Linked DNA regions of Triticum aestivum: region 1 is linked to region 2. A link is a contact called in public Hi-C data. All regions are on one chromosome and are shown on one strand. Each heading gives the region's core, a stretch centred on a gene start, on an enhancer-like site or on the middle of the called end of the contact. The rest is flanking DNA. Distances are from core to core; before and after follow the strand shown. Region 1 holds the start of LOC123046853 (peroxisome biogenesis protein 22). Region 2 holds the start of LOC123042223 (cyclin-P1-1).

Region 1 (6,577 bases), core at 1,382-3,881, 210 kb after region 2:
TGCACATTTTGAGAAAAGCATTTTAAGATTGCAACTCTGATCTAGTTAGTACCAGTCTCTAGACTGTGGTAGTGGACATTTGTGGAATGTGCAACACCACACCATAAAGGCGCTATAGACCATTGACTTGTAGAACGTTTGCCAACAAATCTATTGGCAGTATCGAAACAAAGTAGTTCCTAAATTGGGGACGGCAAAAAGAAGAGATATTGGCCAACATATTTTGGCGACTAGGGCACTGATGACGACATGGCATCCAAGGTGGTCTTGAATGAATAAACGACTACTCAACGACATATTTCATGGACCATGGTTGTGTGATGCTTGATGGCTGACGTCGATTGGCTGGGTAGGCCTTAATATTATTATTAGAAAAAAATCTGCATTGTTAGACGGAAGTCTCAAACATGTTAAAGAACTACTAGTATATTTTTGTTGCATCAAACCAAGTTATATGTGGAAGCAAGATTGCCAGCCATAACAACATGTCTAAAATATCTGAAGTGTAAAAGGACACCTATGAATTTTTCATATGATAAACTTAGAAAAGAGAGGCATGAAAAATACGAACATTGTTCCAAAAAAAGAGGAGTTGGAAGTGGATATGCTTTAATAACATGGCAACTTATTTTTCTCCTCAAAATAGGAAGACAAAAGAAATTTGATTTGACCAAAGCTAATAAGATACACACTAATTCAATGGTAGTTTCCAAACAAAGCATGCCAACCTAATAACTTACCCTTGTTATCAACAGAAAGTAAAACCAGCAGGAGTCACATGACATCATATGCACATTTGAAGGCAATGAATTACCTCATATGAATGATTGAACAATATTTTCTCTTAGTTGATGGTTGGATCATTTGCTCCAATCAACATACACTATTAAAAAGTAAGCAAAAGACTAGTGTTGTGTAGAATCATGTAACACAAGAAAAAATCATGAGTCGAAGCTAATCCAAGCCTATGATTTCTCACCCTGTGAGGAAAAGTCCAGAAAATGCAAAAAATGTGTAAGGGCAACATTAGCATTAGCATGCCAAGCATAAATGGAAAACAAAGGTAATACCTACAATTTCAAAGCAAAAAACACATGATGGTGGAGTGGTTAATGTACTCGATACACATATAAACCTGAAAATGATATAATCTATTGCACTAACAACTCACAAAAAAACATTAGGAATTGCAGTATGCAGTCAGTCAATCAAAATGCAACTTAATTTGGAAGAACAAAACTTCACAAAAATGTAATAGGTGGATACAAAAGCTATATTCAAGTGAAGGCCCTATTATAATACATGCTTGAAGAAAGGGAATTCGAATTATTTGATAAATTGGATATGTAGATAGCTCTTAGGAAAGAGGCAGCATGCTATTGTTGACTATCAGAGCTTGTTACATTACAAAAGCAAAGTTAAACGATTGCAACAAAAAAACTACACAAAAAGTCATAGGTGCACACATAAGCTATTTTAACATGAATAGGAAGATATCACACCCCTCGTAGATGGTCCTACCCTCAGACTACACTATCTTCATGCACTCTGTGGCGTCTTATACCACAACTTGGAGACCTGGTGTGAGTAGGGAAGTTGGGACAGATGATGGTGATGTGTAGGGGATTAGTTATGGGAAGAGTTTTGCGTTTGAATGGATCTGTCTACAAAAAAAGTATTCATCTCAATTCATTGACTAAGTCATAAGAATCTAAGTTTTCTTTTTTCCATATTTTTGTACATAGGCCATCATTGTTATAAGTTAACTAAACAACAAAATATGACACTGGTTTTGAAAATAAAGAGAGGAAGAGAAGATAACATACTAATTTTGCACATCGTAACACAGCTTCGTACACACCCTTTCCCTATGTTTATGCATAACAAGTCTAGGTGGAAAGAATATGCAAGAATTAGGATTCATGAATTTCTTACCAAGCAGATAAGAACACTTCATTATGTTGGCCTCGAGTCCTTTCAGAATGCTGGAATAAGAAAAGCATGAGATTAGAATGGCATGTCATATTGAATCCTATAGGATTAGAAAACCACATGAATTTGGATCAAAAGAGTGTTTGATGCCATAAGAAAAACAAAGGGATTCTACAAAGAGGGTTGAGTGGATGAAAATTTTCCTCCAAACTAACATGCGAAGCAATCCTTGTGTTTCCCCCCCTAAGTATTATACATTTCTCTCTACCACTTGCTCACTCATTTTTCCTCCAAACTAACATGCGAAGCAATCCTCGGTACACTCATGTGTCTTAATTGAGGCAGAGCATAGACTGTCTGTACATATGGAGAACAATATGGTTGTTTGTAATTTCTGGAAAACACGTGTATAATCTCTATTACTCCTTGTGTAAACTAATGTAAAACGTTTTTGCAGTTTGAATTGAACTACAAAAATGTATTACATTAGTGTACCGAGGTAGTATTTGATTCAAAAAATAATATATATATATTCTTTTAAATGAAACACAAAAACGTCTTTTGGTCCCGGGCCGGGCGTGGCATTTTCAGGTAGGGCCTTCCCAAGCCCGGCCCATGGCCTGCCCGGGGTATAACCGGAATAGCTCCCCTTACCCAAGGCCTTAACTGCGAAAACGAGCTTTTTTCCCACGCCAGGTCGTGACAAAAACAGCACGAAGCAGCCGCTTTTCCTCTTTCTCTCTCTTCCTCCTTTCGCCCCGACATCTCACAGGTCACACAGCCCACCGCCCCCTCCAACCCCACCTCAAATTACACTTCAGCCCCCCCGCCTCGCCGCGACCGACGAGCGCCTAGGAGGGACCCCTAGGGTTTGTCTGTCTGAGCCGCCCGTCTCGTCGGCGGCGATGGCGTCGGAGTCCGCCGCCGCGGCGGCTTCGTCCCCGGCGGCGCGGGCCGGGGGCGGGAAGGACGAGGAGCTGGCCGATCTGGTGCGGCGCATCGTCGACGTCCTCTCCCGCTACTCCGATCGCCTCCCCTTCGACCTCGACCGCCAGGTTTCCGCTCGGATCTGTGGCCTCGCTCCCGTCCCGTCAACTGATGCCTGAATGATCTGTCGCTAGTACTACCTCGTAGCTGAGGAATTCCCTTTTTCAGGGTACATCTGAAAAAAGGTCACACTTCAGAACCAGTAAAGGGCGCAGTCAATTGCTCATTCATTGATGCTTCTTAGCTGTGTATAGGCCACCGGGTGTTCTGCTGCGCTAGATATTAGTGCCTAGGTTGCGAAGCATCGATTCAGTAATGTCTTGTTAGCTGCTGCGCAAGCTTCGGGCATGTACAAGGTGGGGATTCGCAGGTGAACTGTAAAGCATGTCTCCTATTTTTCAGGGTAATGCGTGATCGGTTTCGGCTAAAGGTCAGGGGATTGCTTTGGTCCTTGTGATTTTGATGTCTCCTTGGCTGAAAGAATCAGTCAGTACTGCTATATAGGATTGCCGGTTACTCAGAAAGATGCAAACTTTTGGATGGCCACTATGTGATCTCGAGATGATATACCGCTGTGGGCAGATAGTGACGGGGTGTTTTTTGCTATGCCTGAATTTACTATATATTAAGGTCAGACTGCCAAATGGCAAATATTCTTTAGTTGATAGATTATGATGTCCTAAATCAATAGAGCATACCTATTTAACCCCTTCCATTCCGGCCAGAATTACCTGATCATTCTGCTTCAGAACAAAAACAGCACGCAGCAGCATGCATTCCGTACGGGCCATAATTCTGGCAATTCCAGCCAGGACACTGCAATAGCAAAGCAGCCAAAAATCAACAAGAAACAGTTTTCTTCTAGGAACAGCAGATTAATTTGATGTTTTTGGTCTTTTCCCATTCATAGTGAAGGTGCAGATTAAGTAGAAACAGCGCGCAAAAGAACACAAAAATGGAGATGTTTTTAGTCTACAGGAGGGGAACTGCCATTAGATAGAAATCTGTGGGAGAGGAGTGGGTGCACTGGAGCATACCTTGATGCTGAGCCTGAGAGGCGAAGGAGTCAAGGAGCCCACCACCGGCGAGCTACTGCTGGAGCCTAAGGGGGGCAGGAGTCAGGGAGCATGGCGGTGAGATGCTTCTGTTGCCTGAGGGGGGAAGAGACGAGGAGCCCACCACCGGCTTGCCACGAGCGAGCTATTGGCCTGCTGTTGGAGCCTGAGAAGGGGAGGGTGCGGGGAGCACACCGCCATCTTGCGGCCAGTGTGCTGCTGCTAGAGCCTGAGAGGGGGAGGAGGCAAGTAGCCCACTGCCGGCTTGTCGCCGGTTTGCCTGCTAGATCTGGTGGCGCCGCCAAGAGTGGGTACAGCAGGGAGGAAGAGGATCCGGAGTGGAGGCTGGACACAAGGGATGGGGACAGGCTATGGTTAGGATATGCCCCTTACTCAGTTTTTGCTGGGCCGGGCCAGGCCGTACAAGAAAGGATCAGGGAAGCTTCTGAAATGTATCTAAATTAAGATACTTTATTATTGCCATACTCACCGATACTCCACTGATACATATCGGGAATGTATCCTTATCAGATACAGTATTTGATACGACACGCTGGTTGCCGGACAAATCGGTGCCACATAGCGAGGTGGTACTATTGTCCTGAGGTTCTACTTTTACCGAGAGCCAGTATACATGGAATATTCGACCTGGTGCTTTGTAGGCTTTGCCGTTCTCTTGTTGTAAACAATGCTAGGCCAAGCTATCATTAACCCTTTCATCATTTTTTCACATTTTATCTTTCTTTTAATTATATGACTTGTGTCTATAAATTGAATACACATTAATTAATATGTCCGTAGCGAAACGGAATGCTCTGGTAATGAGACATTCCGTTTCAAACACCAAAGCAACATAAGTAAGCACTTCATGCAAGACATCAAGACCTGTGACGTCTATAATTGCAAATTAACACTGTTTGAACAACGATATGATTCCACAAAGTATAAGTGTTTGATGCAAACAGTGGACTGATCAGTGCATTGTGTGTTACTTGGCTAGAACAAAAGGATATATCAAGTTTTGTGGGTTCTATAGTGCTAGGCCCCATGACTTGCCATTTTTATGATATGTTATTTTGAGTCCTGGTTGCCAGAATTATTGAAGTACTTCTTTCATTTCCTCGTTTAGAAACTTCGCTTGCTTACTACACTTGCTGCAATTGTCATCACAAGTTTTGTGGGTTCTCAAGTGCTAAGTCCCATGACTTGCCATTTTTATGATATGTTATTTTGAGTCCTTGTTGCCAGAATTATTGAAGTACTTCTTCTGTTTCCTCGTTTAGAAGCTTCGCTCGCTTACCACACTTGCTGCAATTGCCATCACAATTGTATTTGCCTGGAAACTGTTGAGAGCTCCTCCAGAGCAACCTCGGAGGCCACGGAGACGGGATGCTCCATCATCTAGCAACACAAGCAGTAGATCACAGCCAGGTGCTTTGGTCGGAACGAATGCCTGCTCATCGGTAGATTCAAGAGCACATGAAGCGATCAATCAGCTTTTCCAACCAGTAAATGTAGTGCTTTCTTTGTTTATTTCTAAATAATGTTAATGTTTAAATAACCCTGAGGTTGATAGTTGCCTGTTTCTTCTTCAGCTGACTCTTGAGCAGCTTGTCAGGCATAAACTGAGCGAAGGGCGAAGGGTACTGTGCAAACCACTGCTTTTAGTGTTGTTACAAAATTTCGAGCATCCTGTTGGACCAAGGCATGTGTTTCACTAATGTGGGAAGAACTGTTTCAGGTTACCTGCCGGTTACTTGGTGTGATTTTGGAGGAAACAACTCCAGAGGAGCTCCAGGTGGGCAGAAATGCTTCAGCAAATTTTGCTATTTTTTATTGACTAACTAATGAATTCATGGATGTATTGTCTTTCTTCAGAATCATGTCACAGTGAGACCTTCTGTCTTGGAGGTTCTTCTAGAAATTGCAAAAATTTGTGATGTCTATCTGATGGAGCATGTTCTTGATGATGAAAGTGAGGTAGGTCTTGAAAGAGCCCTCGTGTTCTCTTGTTACTTTATTATGGTGTGCACCATCATCATATGCATGCCAAATAATGTTTTTCATTTCACTACAGCTCATTTGTTTTGGAATTTAGAGTTTGCATTATTACAAGTATGTGCTTCATTACCTAGTTTAGTGTTTGGAGCAGACCATTTTAACTTGACCCCCACACCTTTGAATTGATGCAGGAAAAGGTACTGTCTGCCCTAAGTGAAGCTGGGCTTTTTACCGGTGGCGGTTTGGTGAGAGAGAAGGTAAACTTCATAAGACCTTGTAAACAGACATATATTACTACTTTAGTTTTGGATATATGGAATAGGAGTTTGAAATATAACTCTTTGCTGAAATCTGCAGGTTCTCTTCTGCAGTACGGAAATTGGCCGCACCTCTTTCGTCCGGCAACTGGAACCTGACTGGCACATTGACTCGAGTCCTGAAATTGTTCACCAGTTATCTGTAAGTCACAAATGCACCAGTGCAGAGGTTTGATTTGCTATCACCATTGCAGAGGTTTGATTTGCTATCTCCATTGCAGAGGTTTATCAAGTATCAGCTGCACATTTCGCCACAGCAAACGGAAAGGGTGTCACCCAATGTTT
Region 2 (6,972 bases), core at 3,619-6,118:
TTGGTTGCATCCTCTCCTTAGAGAATTGGAGATGACTAGAGGGGATTTGAGTGGTTTAATTCCCTGTCAACCAAACAGGCCCTGTGTGATTAATGTCGCCAAGATGAACCCTTCGTCCTTCGTCCTCTCAAGAAGCCCACGGGAAGCCCCCTAGTGGGTTGTCCTTATCGGAGCGGTAGCCATCATCCAAGTTTGACATGCTCATGACCCAAAGGAACCGCTAGCAGCTCGCTTCCAAGTTACAACCGGTTGGGGAGCTCGCCGTCTATTCTACAGTCAGTGCACTGCCACATTTGAAGAAGATATACACCTCAGAAGAATCAACAGAACAAGAAACGAAAGCAAGACAAAATGCGTGCACGATTGTCACACGATAGGTAAAATACGAAAGCCTTCAATTCGCGGCCACACATTTCTACAATGTAACGATAGAACCGCACCATCGTGGCAAACTGATTAGATATTACAAAAGAAGTTCATTACTGCTCGACTTAGCACAAGTGACATGGACGAGGATAGCATCTTTTTTCCCCAAAGGAGAGTTTACTCGACCTCATGTGCACAGTTAAAAACAATGATAACATCTAGCTTAAAGATTGTAATAATTCAGAAAGAAATAGATTGGTCTAACTTAAAACTGCATCATCATAGATGTATGTGCAGATATGCGCAAAATAAATCTCGCGATTAGATGACAGCAGGAGCCGAGGGTACCGAAGGTATACCCAAGCGTCAACTGCTTCCTCAATCTCTAACTTGTTTGTGTTAATCGAACGTCTCAAGTGTCAAGTTGAGGGAGGGGGGGGGGGGGGTATCAGTTGTAGTACCCAGCAAAGATTTATAAGCCTGCAACTACAGGCCGTGATCTTGTTTGGTTTGGCCTAGTATAGTCCAATCTATGCTCACCATTATGATTATTTCCAATAAAATTATTTTTTTAAGTCGGGCAAAACTAACTTGACTCAACCATTGTGGTCCTTATCCCTCCATTGTGGTTGCCTTCCCTCACTGCATTGCATCCATCAAGCAAAAAATAAGAAGATAACCTTCCATCCATCCATATCTCACTGACGATGATATTACAAACAATCTCTTACCGACCGCTTTCTCAGCCTCTCCCCTTCTAGTGACGGGTCTTGCATCTACAAGATGCAGTCGGTGTTGGGCACCACACTTCCCCCCTCTTTATTCAGTGACGCCATCCTCACCTCCAGCTCTTGCTCCCACCATCTCAAACCTCGTCCCCACTACTGCTCTTGGCACCACCACCTCTTCACCCCTCGTCCTCTTCCTAACTCCCTCCCCTTAAATACATGCCTTACACAACTAACATCCGCCCTTGGTCGCCTCTGCCAGACTCTTCGCCAGCACGACATACATTGCTCGATCACCAGCCTTCTTGAATCGAAGTAGCAATCCACATGATGTGGTGTGCCGAAGAGATCATGCATTCCAAAGCAGGGCCTAACATTCTACCACAAATTGGAGGAACAAAAATAAACCATTACTTGAACATTGCATTGGCCACTCTAACGAAACATCTTGTTACCAAGTCGAGTGTTCTACTCTGCCGATGAGATCATGTGCTCATATGCAGTTTGGACCCCCCCCCCCCTCGTGCAATTGTGTTGCCTATGTATACTACACTGATGCTAGGCTGTGGGCTAATCCTGATGCCGGGTTGTACAATTGTGCTGCCCATGTCTACTACATCGATGCCGGGTTGTGGGTGATGCCAGGTTGTACAATTGTGCTGCCTGTGTCTTATGTAGAGAAGCTCAAGTCGATAGTGATCATCTCTTTCTTTCGGGAAATCTGAAAAAAAAGAGGAACAGGAGGGTCTTCAGCGATGAGCGCCCATTCAAGAGCTATGCCGGTCGCAACATTGTTGTGGATATCCTCCTCTAGCGTTGGCGTCGCTCATGCTCGATCTTCAAGTCCAATCTTGAAGCTTGGGTGCAAATTTTCGTACCGTCGCTATAGCTGCCACACAAATGTTACACTTCCTCCACTTTTACATGTTTGCGGTGCTTTCGGTTGTTACGCCCGATTTGTTTCAGAACCTTTCGAGGACTTTAGAGAGTTTTTTTTGCAGGGGCTTTAGAGAGGTTTTCAACCCTGGTGTACCAGTGCAACTGAACTTTTGTTGTGGGTTTAATTTGTTTTTGAATTTGTGTGACATGGTAAATCTATGTTGTGTATAACTCAGAATTTTTAAAAGGTCTTCGAGCTTTTGGTGTGTGCCGGCTGCTGCCTTAAGGGCATCTCCAGCCGTTCGGACCCCCGGGGCGCCTAAATAGAGCGGCCTGGGGGCGTGCCGGCGCTAGTTCGGCCTCTGGGGGCGACCTAGCTCCCAGTCACGCCCCCACGCGCCGGTCCCAGGATGCGGAAAATTTAAACTTAGTTGTTCCCGCTCTCAAAAGACGCCGCAAATCTGGCGATCGGACGTAGTCTGGCGTTACAAAAAACAGAGAGCCGCCGCCGCAAGTTCGCGTGCGCAACGATTCACTCGGCGGGGTCGGCTCCAGGCGTTGGCGGAGTCGGCGTGCGCGGGCTCATCGGTGTCGGAGCTGCTTCGGTGTTGTGCTGCGTCGGCGCGGCTTCGGCGCTGCTGGGCGGCGATGTAGAGGCGTCGTTCGGCCTTGGCGTCCGTGTGGTCGTGGGCGTCGTCGGCGTCGTCGGCGTTGCCGTCGGCAGCTCGTTCAGGATGAGGCCGCGCTGCACCAGGTACCACGCCTTGAGCTTCTCGTCGTTGCTCTGGAGCATGTCCGCCCCGCTCATCAGAAAAGCCATGTCGGTGTTCCTCTTCTTCGCGGCGACGTTCGTCCGGAGCAGGCCGAGCTTGATGGCGTTGCTCTTCATTAGCGACGACCACCGCGCCTCGGTCTTCTCTTCGCGTAGGACGGCCCGAGCCTGGGCGTTGGCGAGGCAATGCTCGATGGACTCCTGCACTCGCGCGGTTGCCGCGTCGGCGCTTTTCCCCTTCTTTGCCAATTTGTGACCGTCCGACCGCCCCTCTGACGCGCCCGGAGTCGTCACGTCCGGCTTGTATGTCTCCTTGGCCTTGTCGAGGGCACGTCGGACTTCCGCCCACTTCTCGCACTTGTCGATGCGCTTGTAGACGTGGAGGTGCTCGAAGTCGGCGTCTTGGTTGTCGCCCCGATACATGGCGAACATACGCAGCAGCTGCGCGGAGGGACGAACAGTTGGCGGGCGGCGGGCGTAGGGGACGAAGATATGCGGGCGAACGGCGTGCGTACCTGATCCTCAACGCTGGCGCCGCTCTCCGGGCGAGCCGCGACCTCCTCGACGATTCCATGCCATTTGTTGCACGCCAACTGGATACGCCCCCAATGGTTCGCTATCGCCTTGGAGCCGCGCTGCATGTAGACGCCTTTGAAGTAAGGGTCGACGAGCTTTCGCTCGTCGAACTCGGCCTTGATGCGGTCTCAGTACGTCTCCAAGCTCTGGTTCGCGCCGGTGGTCGGGTCGAGGCAGACGACTTTCCATGCTTCGGCGAGGCATTCCTCCTCCTTGGACGCCCACTTGATGCGCGGTTCGCCGGACCTAGCCGCCCGCTTCTTCTTCTTCTGGCGCCCCTTCGTCGGAACAGGAGCCGGCTCCTCCTCCTCCTCCTCCTCCTCGGGTCCCTGCGCGTCGTCGCCATAGACGTAGCCGAGCTCGGCCTCCATGTCGCCGCTGAGGTCCACTACCTCGTCCTGGGTGGCGAACCCGGGAGACGCGGCGGCCGCGGTCGATCCTGTCGCGATGATGTCTTCCATGTCAGCTCCCGTGTCGTCGGCGTCGCCGAGGTGCGAGAAGGGTAGCGGTCCGCGGTAGAGATGGGGCGTCGGTGTGGACGCGTAGGCGGCGGGCGGTGAGTAGTTGTATGGAGGGTACTGCACACCGACGAAGGCGGGCGAGGGCGTGCGCGTAGCGGGGTGACCATGAGGGAAGGTCATGTTTGGGTTGAACCCACCGTGCGCGTCGCCGTCGGCGTAGCCGGGCGACGATGAACCCCATGGAGATCCGGCGCCTTACTGTCCCCAAGGCGCGTACTGGGCGTGGCTGACGACGGGTGGATTCATCCCCGCCTGGTCGGCCGATTAGGAAGACGCCGCCGCGCGCGCCGCGTTGTCGCGGATCTTCTTGGCTATGGCCTTGTTCCGCCTGTCGATGGTGACTGCTTCGCGCCGCTGAACTTCCACCCTCCACTCGGCGTTCGACAGGCCCGGTGGCTTCGATGGCGGCGCCCTCGGCTTCCTCTGCTTCGGCTGGGCCACAGCGCCAGCCGCGATTGCCGCCGCGCGCGGCATGACGTACTTCTTCGGCGGCATGGCGTGCTTCTTCGTGGCGAGCGGGAGGGGGTTTGGCGGGAGAAAGGAAGAGAATGGCGGGAGGAAGGCGAGCGAGCGGGAGAGATGCGAGGGAAAAGCATCAAGAAACGGCGGAACAAGGCCCTCGGGTCGCCTCCAGGGTGGGCCCACGCGCCTTTTTCGCTTGTGCCGGCTCCCCAAGCCCCTCCCCAGGGCGCCGGGTTCGGCCTGGGTCCGCCGACACCAGTTTTGGCCCGAGCCGACGAAAAACGAGCTTCTGGAAGCGCGACTGGGGCCTTTTTTTTGGCTCCGGCGCGGTAAAATCGTCTGAGGAGGGCCTGTTGGGGGCGCGGCTGGAGATGCCCTAACCCAGCCAGTGGTGGGGAGCAAGAGAACTTGTAAGACATGCCTAAAAAGGAAAGGGAAAGAAATGAAGGATTTTCTCCGGTCGGGATCGAATCGAAACGGGAAAGAATTGTCTCGCGCGCGACCCCACCATATCCGCTCCACCCAGCTTTGGGAGGCCGACATCGTGAGAAAGCTGCACCAGTCAGCCGCGCCCACACCCGCGGCTAAACCACCGCCAAGCGAACCGGCAGCCGGCAGACGCCCCCACCCACCCAGCACGAGACAGCCGAGAGCACCGTGCGACGAGCCGACAACATGGGCGACGTGGCCGTGGCAGCGGGCGGGCTCTCCTCCCCGCCGACCCCTCCGCCGCCAGAACTGAGCATGGTGGCGCGCGCCGTGGAGCGGCTCGTGGCGCGAAACGACGCGCTGCTGCTGCTGGACGCGGAGCAGGGCGGCGCCGAGGGGATCACCGGGATGGCGGCGTTCGAGGGCACGGGGCCGCCGCGGATCGGCGTGGCGCAGTACCTGGAGCGGGTGCATCGCTACGCGGCGCTGGAGCCCGAGTGCTACGTGGTGGCCTATGCGTACGTCGACCGGGCCGCGCACCGCCGCCCGGCGGCCGCCGTTGCGTCCAAGAACGTGCACCGGCTGCTCCTCGCCTGCCTCCTCGTCGCCTCCAAGGTCCTCGACGACTTGTAAGTTTTCTTTCTCTTCTTCCTTCCATGCTACTCGACGACCAAAGCAAGAACAGAGTAGGAATTCTATCACCATTGCTGTCAAACTAGACAAGAACAGCCAAAGAAGCATAACCATCACGTACTAATGATGTACTACTAGCTACTAAGATAGTGCCGTACGACCGAGGGGCAGAGCTAGGGATCCAGACCAACCATGACCACAACAAACTTTGGAGAAACATTGCCACAGCTAGTTTTGGAAAAACATGGCCACGATAAATAGATCAAAATCTAGAGACGGCAATGGAGAATACTAGTGGTACTTTGTATGGCAGTGAGACACTTTCATTCAAGTGGAAGAAAGGGAAAGGGCGTGTACGATTTTGCCTGTGCTCGATCAGTTAATCCTTGTCACATCAGTCGGTTAGGTGTTACCACACACTCAAGAATAACGACTGGTAGGTGTAGTACGTACACTGCCTATGTGTGTAGCGCTCCATGCATGATCCATCCGTATTTAATTATGTCGTCGTCAAACAAAAGTTTAGACTTTTCAAAGTACAGTACATGACAGGTACCTGCATACATAAAGAACGTCTTGATCAGATAGATCGCGGAGATATACGGCGTGATTGTTGCGACGTTGATCAGGATGAATTACATTTTGCTCGGCGTTTTTTTACATACGCATGTTCCATGGTGAAAATCAATAAGTGTAAGTAAACTGATTAGCTGAACCCTGTGTTGGATGTTGACACGCGTGCAGCCACCACGACAACGCCTTCTTCGCGCGCGTGGGCGGCGTGAGCAACGCGGAGATGAACAAGCTGGAGCTGGAGCTCCTCGGCGTGCTCGACTTCGAGGTCATGCTCAGCCGCCGCCTCTACGACCTCTACCGCGCGCACCTCCACAAGCAGCAGGCCGACGACCGCCACGACACGTCCAACAAGCCGGATCAAGAGCCCTCAAGGGTCGACGGCGACGAGGAGGACCACGATGATGACCGGATCACGCGGCTGCCTGAAGGCGTCTTGCGGTACGACTGGAGCCAGCAGGCGCCGGCGGCGAACGGCGGGCGGCGGCACTCGTCGTCGCAGGCACCGTCGCGGTACTCCTAGCTAGCTTCTGGGCTAGGCCACGTACAGCGATCGATGTGCACATTAACTAACTGTGTACGTACTGCTCGGATTCGATGTGTATGGACGTTGAATGGAATGCACTAAGACTGGAGTTAAATCCGGTACCGTGTTTTCAGAGTCCCCGGTGTTTTTTTTTTGGATAGAAAAGGGTTTTATTCCTCGATAATAGTATTACAGTCAGCTAAAATAAGACTAGAGATACTGCCTGAAACTTGGGGCAACCAACATGCGGTGCTACCTGCAAAACGACCAATATTAGCTAGAACTAGAGACTCGCGCGTTAGTTCTTCACTCGTGAAATTAACCTTTCTATATTTATAGATTATTGTGGTCAGTTGTTTTGTTTTGATTTTATCTGTGTTGGCTTTGTGTTTTAGTTTTTTATTGGTGATGTTGTTTTGTTCGTATATCGTGTTGGGTTGGTGTTGGAGTATTTTTTTCAAAAGAAGAGAGAAGTTATTTTATGCGTATTTGTGAAATCTTTACACA

The links. Hi-C and Micro-C count contacts between places; a contact is called where the count stands out from the background.
Region 1: a contact with region 2 is called in a Hi-C map of leaf, with 4 times the contacts expected there. The contact joins the promoter of LOC123046853 here to the promoter of LOC123042223 in region 2. A contact is called at or near these places in 3 of 5 Hi-C or Micro-C datasets (all in leaf).

The regions. Positions count from the first base shown.
Region 1 is chr2B:706,431,394-706,437,970 of IWGSC CS RefSeq v2.1, forward strand. LOC123046853 (peroxisome biogenesis protein 22) reads left to right here and starts at 2,632. Exons shown (of 9, transcript XM_044470284.1): 1 at 2,632-2,987; 2 at 5,258-5,488; 3 at 5,570-5,617; 4 at 5,716-5,772; 5 at 5,853-5,954; 6 at 6,167-6,232; 7 at 6,333-6,434; 8 at 6,514-6,577. The coding sequence starts at 2,838.
Region 2 is chr2B:706,221,215-706,228,186 of IWGSC CS RefSeq v2.1, forward strand. LOC123042223 (cyclin-P1-1) reads left to right here and starts at 4,869. Exons shown (of 2, transcript XM_044464721.1): 1 at 4,869-5,362; 2 at 6,111-6,598. The coding sequence starts at 4,980. The coding sequence ends at 6,462.